2 separate regions of the Zea mays genome follow, and region 2 is linked to region 1. The links are chromatin contacts, called in public Hi-C maps. All regions are on one chromosome and are shown on one strand. The core of a region is the stretch at or near the end of the contact, and the rest is flanking DNA. Distances in the headings are between cores, read along the strand shown. Region 1 holds the start of LOC100281411. Region 2 holds the start of LOC103626517 (MDIS1-interacting receptor like kinase 1).

Region 1 (5,833 bases), core at 1,441-3,940:
GAGAGCGACCTAGTGCATTACGTCAATTGTTTAAACTTTGAAGCACTAGAGTGATCATCAAGTAAGGTCATTGGCTTGTTACTCTTAAAGGTTTCTGTCTCCTATATGGCTTAGTGGTGCAACATCGGTGAGCTCTTCAAGAAGGTTGTGTAGAAGCCTGATGTTTGATTGTTAAAGACTTTGACCTTGCCTCGTCAAACACCCTGCCTCAAGGGCCCCCAAGTGACTGGAACATTCCCAACCTGGTCCATGCATAGACTGGTGAACAACAATGCTCTGGTTCATACGTAGACTGGCCCGATATAGTAATGACGAACATCCACATCGTTCTCGAAGGTCTAACTCACTCTCTGTCTCTCCCTAGATTAATTCATTGCTAAATAACGAAAACAGGTTAGACGGGATCAACAAGACTCCACCGAAAACTATCGAAATCAACTCGTAGAATCAACATAGTCCACAAACTATCAAAGTTTGACTGATTTTATATAAAAGAGTAATAACATCTACGGTACTAAATAAGAATATCATAAAAAGATAAAAAGGAGTAATAACATCTACAACTAATTTTCAGCATGCACCTATGAGAAATCATATGGACCCCTTCATCTTCCTCTACACGTAATCCCCACGATAATCGGATTTTTCTGATAGCTAGATTCCCTCCACAACCAGATTCTAGAAAAGTTTATCAGAAAAAAGAGCTAAAACAAACAGGCTCAACCTCTCCTAGGTTTAATCCAAATTGTCCAATAAGTTAACCGCATATAGACCTATTATAACAATTTAGGTGAACTCTTTAACTACAATGTCTTTTTTTTAAATAAGGAATCAAAATCTGCCAATTATATTTTTTAAAAAAGAATACCTCGACTTTGAAGCAATGTCTCGGGGGTGGAGTGAAGCTCCAGGATTCGTCGGAGAGGATGTACCAATCGGAGCAGTCTTGTGTGAAGGGATCAGCATCTCCTTCGCCACCGCTAGACGTTAACGCGCCGCCGGCCACCGCCTGCTCTTCCAAGTCGCCTCGGCCTCCGCTAGTTTGGATGAGATTGCCTGAATAAAACTAATAGTACGTCCAAAGGTAATAACTGGCAGCAAAGATGCCTGAAAGGCAGTGGTCCAACCATAAGAAAAGAAGAAAAGAACGAGAAGAGATATGTTAGCTTCATCTCAATTCAAAATTCAGTTTTTGTTAAAAATTTGTAAATTATGATTAGTTTAATCATCAAAAGAACGATCGCATAAAATGTCTGTTTGAGATTCAGAAATGTTGTCATTAGCTCAGTCGTAGACTAGCAAATATATAATAGTATGTATCTACCTTGTTCATCACATTCATAGTGTGCTGTTCGTCATAAGATCTGCTGCTGGCTGGAAGATCAGTTGGCTGCAGTTCGATGTTGAATAGGTTAAGCAACGTGTCAGGAGGATTAGGTTGCGGCGGCGGCGGTGGCGGTCTGCTGCCGTCGTGAGATCTGCTGCTGGCTGGAAGATCGGTTGGCTGCAGTTCTATGTTGAATAGGTTAAGCAATGTGTTAGGAGGATTCGGTTGCGGCGGTGGCGGTCTGCTGCCGTCGTAAGATCTGCTGCTGGCTGGAAGATCGGTTGGCTGCAATTCGATGCTGAATAGGTTAAGCAACGTGTCGGTTGGCTGCAGTTCGATGCTGAATAGGTTAAGCAAGATTCGGTTGCGGCGGCGGTGGCAATGGCGGCACATCGACGGGCGGGACGTCAACGTAGAGAATGCGCGCGAGGTCCGCGGGATCCGGGAACCCAGTGTAGAAGCGTGTCGGGCAACGGGCATGGCTCTCGGCGTCGCACCCGGCAGCGCGCGCGCACGGCGCGCAGAACGAGGCCCGGTGGACGGCGCAGCGCGCGGCGGCGGCCGCTGCGTGGCATCGCTCGCAGAGCGGGGCGCGCTCGTGGAAGGCGGCCGCGGCGTGCACGGGGACGTCGCAGGGCAGGCACAGGCGCGTGCCGAGCTGGGCGCAGTGGAGCAGCGCGCGCTGGGCGGCGCAGTTGTCGCAGGGAACCCCGCCGCCGTCGTCGTCTGGGAGCATGGTGGTGGTGGCCACCGCCGCCGCCGCAGCAGCAGCAGCAGCAGGAGGAGGGGCGTCGTTGCTCCGAGAGAACGTACATCGTGCGCCGCCGGCTGGCCGACCGGCGGCGAGGATCGAGTTGGAGGGATCTCTCGTCACACGCGACGGTTAGTGGCTCTGCACACGCGTGCTGCGCTGGCGGCGGCACGACTGGAGGTTCGTTCCTTATATCTCGGAGCCTCACTATAAAAAGCACAACTAATCTAGCAGGTTTATAGAGCCCTCCCGCGACCAAGTCGGCGAAAGCACACTGCAAACTCCCTCCTGACTAATTGTTGGCCAGCCAGGGTGCCTCGATCGTTTAGGATGCCGACGCCACGGACTAACTTGGCTTCCTCTAGGTCGTGTTGTATTATTGGATTAGAAGATCTCAGAACACAACAGTTTTTTTTGTAGTACACTGTCCGTTTCACCACCAAAAAAAAGAAAGATCTAGTATCCTTTGCTGGTGAGTAGTAGTGAGTAGGAAGCAAGAGTAGGTGGACAGTCAAAGCATGCAGCTGTTCATCACCGAACACCACCATCTGGAATCCAACTCTATATGCATCTTCTCCGTTTTCCTGCCCGCATACAAATGCCTGCGCATTAGCGATCCTCCTCGCTCTCCTTCCCCTTCCGCTGAGCCGTGCTGCCGCGGCCCCGGCACGCCATGGCGTCCACGGCGTACTCGCGGTCGTCGTCCAACAAGCTGCCGGGCGGCGAGCGGCGGCTGCCCCCGCGCCTCATGCGGGGCCTCACGTCCAAATTCGAGCCCAAGAAGCTGGGCGTCGGCCTCGTCGCCGGCTGCTGCCTGGCGCTCCTCACCTACGTCTCCCTCGCCAAGCTCTTCGCGGTCTACTCCCCTGTATTCGGTGAGTGCGCTCGCCGACCCCTCCGTTCCTCCTCCTCCTCCTCACGAGTCTAACCGGAGCTGCCTTCCTCACTTCCTCCTCAGCCAGCACGGCCAACACGTCCGCGCTGATGCAGCAGAACGCGCCGCTGGCCTCGTCCAAGCCGTCCGTGCCGGAGACGGAGACCATCCCTCCGGAAGAGACGCTGGACGACGGCGACGGCGCGGATACCGGCGATCTGCGTGGGACGGAGCCCGGCTTGCCGGAAGCTGCCGTCATGAGGAACGACATGGCAGCGGGGTCCGACGAGCCCGGCTTGCCCACCAGGAAGGACGGCGGCGGGAATGCGGAGGCCGAGCCCACCAACAAGCCATGTAATCCCCACCTCTCTTTGTCTCTTTTTTTGCTTCTTCGTTCGAGAACACACATTTACATCTTACATGGTGATGGAACCACGTGTTCAATAAATTTCTCTGCTTTCAGCTGAGGATGGCAACGGCGGCCAACAAGGAGGCAAGATGACGTGCGACGAGAACAGCGTGGACGAGCGGTTCCCGTACGCCCGGCCGACCGTGTGCGAGCTGTCCGGCGACGTGCGCGTGAGCCCGAAGCAGAGGACGGTGTACCTGGTGAACCCGTCCGGCGGCGGCGGCGGGGGGTTCGACGAGAGCGTCGAGAAGCGGCTCCGACCGTACGCCCGCAAGGACGACTCCTCAATGCCACACATAACGGTGAAGTCGGTGGCTTCGGGCGCGGCGGCGCCCGAGTGCACGAAGCGGCACGCGGTGCCCGCGGTGGTGTTCTCCGTGGGCGGGTACAACACGGACAACAACCTGTTCGACGACGACATGACGGACGCGCTGGTCCCGCTGTTCCTGACGACGGCGCACCTGGACGGCGAGGTGCAGCTGGTGGTGGCCGACTACAAGCCGCGGTGGGTGCGCAAGTACGCGCCGCTGCTGCGGAAGCTGTCCCGCCACGGCGTGGTCAGCCTGGACGGCGACGCCGAGGGGGAGGAGGAGGGGCCGCTGGACGGCGTGCACTGCTTCCCCGCGGGCGCGTTCGTGGTGGGGCTGCTGTACCGCGACCGCGACCGGGATCTGGACCTGTCGCCTCACCCGGCCCGGAACCGGAACCCGCGCAACGTGACGATGGCGGACTTCGCGCGGTTCCTGCGCGGCGCGCTGGCGCTGCCGCGGGACCGCCCCGCCGTCCTCGGCGGGGCGCCCGGCATGCGTCCCCGGTTGCTCGTCGTCTCGCCGCGGAGGCTGCTGAACCTGGAGGAGGTGGCGGCGGCGGCGGACGCGCTCGGGTTCGACGTGGCGTCCGCCGAGGCCGGCGCGGACGACGTGGCGGAGTTCGCCGCGCGGGTGAACGCGGCGGACGTGCTGGTGGGCGTGCGCGGCGCCGGGCTGACGAACCAGGTGTTCCTGCCGACGGAGGCGGTGCTGGTGCAGATCGTGCCGTGGGGCAAGAAGATAGAGTGGGTGACCACCAGCTCCTACGGGCGGGCGGCGGCCGGGATGGGGCTCCGGTACCTGGAGTACTACGTCGGGGAGGAGGAGACGAGGCTGAGGGACAAGTACCCGCGGGAGACCGTCATGGAGCAGGACGTCGTCGTCAACCTCACAAGGTTCCGGCCCGTGCTGCTGCAGGCGCTCGACAAGCTGCAGCAGTGACGAGGAATGGATTCACCATAGCCGGCCGGCAGGAGGAAGCTCGCTCAGGTCGTCGGGCATGGGATTGGTAATTTGGTTGGTTCATCTGCCGGTTTTGTTTTGTTTGTCGTAAGAAAAGAAGAGAAGAGAACATACATACACTACACACGAACGAACGAGAATTCTGTTCATTCTTCATTCGCTTGGCATCATTCATTCCTCCGATTACCATCCCATTATGTTCCTTCCAAGAACTAGAAGAAAGATCGATTGTGCGTGCAGCGTGCATGCATGCATGCGGCCCACCCATGAATTATCTATCGCAAAAGAAAACGAAAATGATGTTTCAGTGCAAGCGTTTGGAAGCAAAGGTTCGTGTATGTATGCTTCCTCTGATCCTCTCTGTCGTATAAAAAACAACTGAGGCTAAGACCACCTCACGGTATTATATTAAAAAGAAGACTCACCAAATCCCTACCCTATCCATAATACATAGAGAACACAATTGAGACGGAACCTTAGATCTATAATTTAGCGTGAGACAGATGATGAGATTTTTGGTCAAACTCAAGATCTGAGAAGCGCTATTCAAACCACTTAGCTATCTACGCTAGAGCCCGTTTTGCTCCTCTCTACCGACTCGGCTAGAGGCACATTCTGGCTCAAGCCAACACGTTGTTCACCATCCATTCATAGATAGATAGAAGTGCAATGCACGCATGCAATGCAACCACTACAGGAGGTCCTGTAAAGCATCCTAACAACTTCTTTGCTTACAACTTACGTGCTGTCTGGGAGATATGGACAGCTCTCAACCCCATGAAGAAAATCAAAAGGCATGCTTGCTTGCTGGTGGTCATGTTAGGTGCAACAACAACAAAAAAAGAAGGAAAAAAGCGATAATAGGTCGGTTGCTGTTTCTCTGTCGCCGATCCATACGTCACAGCCAGTTTTGCAGACCTAACCATGTTAATCCTCAACTCAAACATGGAAACAAATGGTACGTACCTAGGCCCTGCATTGCTGATGACAGGACAGGCAGGCTCCTGTTCTCAGATCAAATGCAAGTTCATAGCTATAATATCTCACTATGAGCCAGGCCCCTGTCAGTAGTCTTTCCCCCCCTCTTGGTCTATGTCGTCCTGCTACTTTTGAACTCTTTGTATTTCTTTTACGCGTGTAATAGAAATGGGGATGTCCTCTCCTCCACCATGTAGGGCATCCAATAAAACGCAAAAGGAGC
Region 2 (5,593 bases), core at 1,277-3,776, 230 kb after region 1:
TGTTACCGAGCGACGCGGGCAGCTGCCCTGTCAAGGAGTTGTTCCACAGCTCGAGCACCTCCAGGCTCGGCATGTCCCCGATGGTCGCCGGCACGGTGCCGTCGAGGTGGTTGCACATGAGGTTGAGCAGCCGGAGGTGGCTCAGCTGCGCGATCTCGTCGGGGATCGGGCCCGTGAGCGAGTTGTCGGACAGGTCGAGGAAGACGAGCGTGGAGATGTTGCCGAGCTCCGGCGGTATCTTGCCTTCGAGGTTGTTCTTGTACAGGTATAGCGCGGTGAGGGCCGGAAGCCTGCCGAGCTCCGCCGGGATGGGCCCGTCGAGGTTGCCGACGGCGAGGTCGAGGTACTGGAGGTTGGCGAGGCCGCCGAGCTCCGGCGGGATGGTACCCTCCAGCGCATTGTAGCCAATGATGAGGCTCTCGAGCGACTCGAGCTCGCCGAGCTCCGGCGGGATCTTGCCGGTGATGTTGTTGCCGGAGAGGCCCAGGAACCTGAGCTTGGTGAGGCTCCGGTAAGCCGCCGGGATGCCGCCGCCGAAGAAGCTGCCCCTGAGGTCGACGGTCTGGAGCGACGTGGCGTTGGCTAGGTCGGCGGGGAGCGCGCCGACGAAGTTGTTGCCGGAGGCGTTGACGGTGTCGAGGCCAGCGCAGGCGCCGAGGCCGGCCGGGAACGCGCCTTCGAACGAGTTCTGGCTCACGTCGAGCACCCGGAGGCTGGACAGCGGCGCCAGGGACTTGGGCAGCGCGGTGGCGAACGCGTTGGAGGAGAGGTTGAGGACGGCGAGCGACGGCAGCCGGAGCACGTCGCCCGTGACCTTGCCGCTCAGGTTCTTCCCGGAGAGGTCGAGCTCGTCGACGAGGCCGGCGGCGTTGCACCGCACTCCCGTCCACCTGCAGTGCGGCGCGGCCTTGGCGCCGTCCGTCCAGTCGGCGAGCGCGCCCAGCGAGTCGACGAAGCCCGCTTTGAGCGCGAGTAGCGCCGCCCGCTCGTCGCCGGCGGCGCCAGCCCTGGTGCACGAGATTGACCATACTGTCACTAGCAGCAGGGCCAGGACCGTTACTCTGGCCTCCATCAGAAGAGAACCCGCCGCCACTTTCCTAGAAAGCACTTTCGGGAGCTGAAAGCCTGAAACCTGGATCGGCTTTCTAGTTCTATTCTAGCTGCTGCAGTGCCTCTGCTGCTTCTAGTGCTGCGCCATGTCAGAGGCACAGTCTGGTAGTTCGTTTGTCGACAGACACTACTACCGCATCTGCAGGAATGGCAGAGGCTCTGCTGCAGAGCTCGGTGGAAGAAAGAAGAAGGTGGCAGAAAAGGCTTTTTTATATCACCATTTCTCACTAGTCCCATGATCGGGTTAAAGGCATGCGATAAGATAATGGATCTTTCTTGGCATTTCATAACATGCCACCACCACGCCGGACACCTCACCCTGCGAACGAATGTGAGCTGGGTTTTGCAGAGGAACATGAGAACATGGAACATGGAGGGAATGTGTTTTAAATAAGAGAAAGAGAAAGCCATGGCTTCTGCTGCCTGATTGCTTTTGGGCATGCAATGTCGATCGGCGTTGTTTAATCTTTCTACTTTGTCAGAGATCAGAGTAAATTTAATCGCGTTGCATCTTCAGTTTACATTCCCCCTGTCACTGCAGACAGTAGAAGATTACCTCTGCTCTAGCTTTCTGGACCTGATAGATTACTAATAACTAGTAGGATCAGTACTAGCCAGAGACCAAGATGCTGTAAACTAGGAGTGGTGTTTGTACGGCCTTCTTTGGAAGCTTCTTTTTCCTGCTACCAAGTTCTGAAACAGATCCACTCCTGCATTTTGTGCAGATGAAAGCTTAAGATTTCAACTGATGCTGACTACTAGTACCAGTACCACCATGCTTGGAGCTATAGCTCCTCCTACTCTATTAGGACAATAAGAGCTACAGTAATTTCACATCGCTAATCCTCTGCCATAGGAGGATGCATGCTTCCATTGCAGGCTCTGAAATAATAGATTGACTTAACCCGAGCTTCCAAAGGGGATCCTTCCACATGTTCCCCAGTAGAATGTCATCTGTCCTACACGCATTCAGATAAAGAACCACAAGTGAGTTGACACAGTTTTGGAAGGCTGCTGAAACACAGTTTGTCAGAGAAAGAACCACGAGTGATTAGTAGGACTGGTCCTTGTCTAACTGCACTCTGGCTGCCTTTGAAAGTACAGAACCAAGCTAAAGAAGACAGGTGCCTGCTAGGCCTAATATATAACCGGCCTCCTGACTCTCTTGGAAAAGGCTAATCTGACCGAGCTTTGCACCATGGGAGAATAATGCAGAGTCAAAACAAGATGAGCTTTGCACCATCAGACCATCTTGATCGACGATCAAACACAAACCAATTGGAGACCATAGTCGTATAGGGCCTGATCCGGCCCTAGCTAGCAAATCAAGCTAGCCAGGTGCAGGCAGCAGGGCTAATGCGTACTCGAGATCGATGATATGGCGTGGGATGGGATCATATATATACATGCAATGCAATGGCGGCGTGCATGCATACCAGCCGATGGAGCTTATTAATCATGCATGCAGCTAGCCATGATGAGTTTTGGTGTCGTTGGAGGAAAAAATAACAAAATAAAACCCCTCCCAAATTAAGTTAGCCATGCATGCTGTAACCCATATATATGCACAACGATAGCAGTAGCAGAAAATGAAGCAGAAAATGAAGAATGGACGTTAACCCCTGATCAACCCACACCATCTGTCCTATGATTATCATGTTGAATTAACGTGGGTCTTGCCCAAATTAATATTCAATAATAGTCAATGCTAAAGGCTCACTTTAATTCTACGATGGACTAGTACTTTAGTACCATACCAAAATGTCAAAGAACAATTAAATCAACTTAAATAGATGGATCATTGGTGCATCTATTGAGAAGCTCAGGAAAGAATGAAGTACCGCCACACGCGCGCGCGCCGCTGGCCGGGCTGTGTTAGATCGGACCTTGGTCTGAATTCCTTTCTAACTGTTACGTATTTTGTTTTGTCTGTCTGTTTTATGTTTTATGACTAGTAATGGACGAGCTGTAATGATTGTCAGCTAGTAACGGATATCACTGGTGGCATCAGTTTCTGGCTGGCTGTAACGGTAGTCTGATGGCGACTGTTACCGTTCGTTCGCCTCCCTCTATAATGGCTGTCAGCTAGTAACATACGTCACTGATGGCATTAGTTTCTAGAATGGCTGTAACGGTAGCTCTGATGACGACCGTTACTGTCTGTTCGCCTCCTTCTGTAATGACTGTCAGCTAGTAACGGACGTCACTGATAGCGTCAGTTTTCTGGCTAGCTGTAAGAGTAGCTCTGATCGCGATCGTTACTATCTGTTCGCCCCCCTCTGCACGTGTACATATACGGAGAAGGGGAGGTTGTTTCTGGTTACAGCACGTACGTACAGTCTCAGACGCGTTGCACATAGTCATTCCCGTCCCACCTTCTGCGAGCACAGAGAGTGTGGGAGAGCAGGCCTCCGAAATCGTCGTCCGCAGAGCGACACTTGCATGGGTGTGCAGGCGATCAGGTTTTTGGGGAGCATACTCGCGACTGCTCGCTCCGTCCGCTCGACCAACGCTGATCCAGTTCTTCGTCGTCGGCACCGTTCGTGGGACTGCACTGCGTACATCTGTCTGCATCAAATGTGTATGACTATATCGAACATACACACGAGATGTCTCGTGTGAATGGAGCTACTGATGCCTTGAGCATCGGTCCCTCCACAACGTACAATATGTTCTTAATATTTGTGTATATTTTACTGTTCTTTACTGTTTATATGAATAGTGATACACATATGCACATACATGTCGTCACATACATCACTGTGATTTTCTGGATTAAATTAAAATTGAAAATGTATATTTCTCTAACATATTACTTCTTGTTAAAAGACGCTCTGGTTTGGAGCCTTCTCCGCGTTCTCGGCTACGACGCCTCTCTTGTGCTGACGCGTGCTGACGCGTGCTGACCAGCGTCCAGCGGACGCGAAATTTTTTATCCAAATCAGTTTACGAGCCCTCTCTGTATCTCTACACTCTCCTTCTCTGTCTCTCTCTCCAGCCTAGCCTACCTCCTTCCCTACCGTCTCCTGCCGCCGCTCCCCTCCAATAGCGTAGTTGATAGTCGCCTAGAGGGGGGGTGAATAGGGCGAAACTGAAATTTACAAAAATAATCACAACTACAAGCCGGGGTTAGCGTTAGTGATAATAAATGAGTCCGCAAGAGAGGGCGCAAAACAAATCGCAAGCAAATAAAGAGAGTGACACGTGGATTTGTTTTACCGAGGTTCGGTTCTTGCAAACCTACTCCCCGTTGAGGAGGCCACAAAGGCCGGGTCTCTTTCAACCCTTCCCTCTCTCAAACGGTCCCTCGGACCGAGTGAGCTTTCCTTCTTCTCAATCAACCGGGAACAAAACTTCCCCGCAAGGGCCACCACACAATCGGTGCCTCTTGCCTCGGTTACAATTGAGTGTTGATCACAAGAGCAAAAGAGAAAGAAAGAGTGCGATCCAAGCGCAAGAGCTCAAAAGAACACGGCAAATCTCTCTCGCTAGTCACTAAAGGCTTGAGTGGAATTGGAGAGGATTTGATCTCTTTGTATGTGTCTAGAATTGAATGCCTAGCTCTTGTAAGTGGTTAAGAAGTGGGAAAACTTGGATGGCAATGAATGTGGGGTGGTTGGGGTATTTATAGCCCCAACCACCAAATGTGGCCGTTGCTGGGAGCTCTCTGTTCGATGGCGCACCGGACAGTCCGGTGCACACCGGACAGTCCGGTGCCCCTGCCACGTCACCAATGCCGTTGGATTCTAGCCGTTGGAGCTTCTGACTTGTGGGCCCGCCTGGGTGTCCGGTGCACACCGGACATGCACTGTTTGATGTCCGGTGCACCGGTATGGGCGCGCCTGCCGACTGCGCGCGCAGAGCGCGCATTAAATGCACTTGCAGGTGACCGTTGGCGCGGAAGTAGCCGTTGCTCCGTGCTTCACCGGACAGTCCGGTGCACACCGGACAGTCCGGTGAATTTTAGCGGAGCGGCTGCCGCGCGAACCCGAGGCTGGCGAGTTCCGGAGGCCGAGCTTCCTTGGAGCACCGGACAGTCCGGTGAATTATAGCGCGCCGGCTTCCGAGAATTCCCGAGAGTGAAGAGTTGGAGTCTGAGTCCCCTGGTGCACCGGACAGGTACTGTTCACTGTCCGGTGGCACACCGGACAGTCCGGTGCGCCAGACCAGGGGTGCCCTCGGTTGCCCCTTTGCTCCTTTATTGAATCCAAAACTTGGTCTTTTTATTGGCTGAGTGTGAGCCTTTTACACCTGTATAATCTATACACTTGGGTAAACTAGTTAGTCCAAAGATTTGTATTGGACAATTCAACCACCAAAATTATATAGGAACTAGGTGTAAGCCTAATTCCCTTTCAATCTCCCCCTTTTTGGTGATTGATGCCAACACAAACCAAAGCAAATATCGAAGTGCATAATTGAACCAGTTTTTATAATGTAAGTGTAAAGGTTGCTTGGAATTGAGCCAATAAAACTACTTACA

Evidence for each region. A called contact is a pair of places that touch in the nucleus more often than the background predicts.
Region 2: a contact with region 1 is called in a Hi-C map of root tip, with 2.1 times the contacts expected there. The contact joins the promoter of LOC103626517 here to the promoter of LOC100281411 in region 1. A contact is called at or near these places in 3 of 25 Hi-C or Micro-C datasets (ear, endosperm and root tip).

Annotation. Positions count from the first base shown.
Region 1 is chr5:70,398,592-70,404,424 of Zm-B73-REFERENCE-NAM-5.0, forward strand. It overlaps LOC100281411, which reads left to right and starts at 2,691. Exons shown (of 3, transcript NM_001368004.1): 1 at 2,691-2,953; 2 at 3,037-3,306; 3 at 3,416-4,788. The coding sequence starts at 2,752. The coding sequence ends at 4,611.
Region 2 is chr5:70,629,726-70,635,318 of Zm-B73-REFERENCE-NAM-5.0, forward strand. It overlaps LOC103626517 (MDIS1-interacting receptor like kinase 1), which reads right to left and starts at 2,527. Exons shown (of 3, transcript XM_008646934.3): 1 at 2,153-2,527; 2 at 1-2,069. The coding sequence starts at 1,072.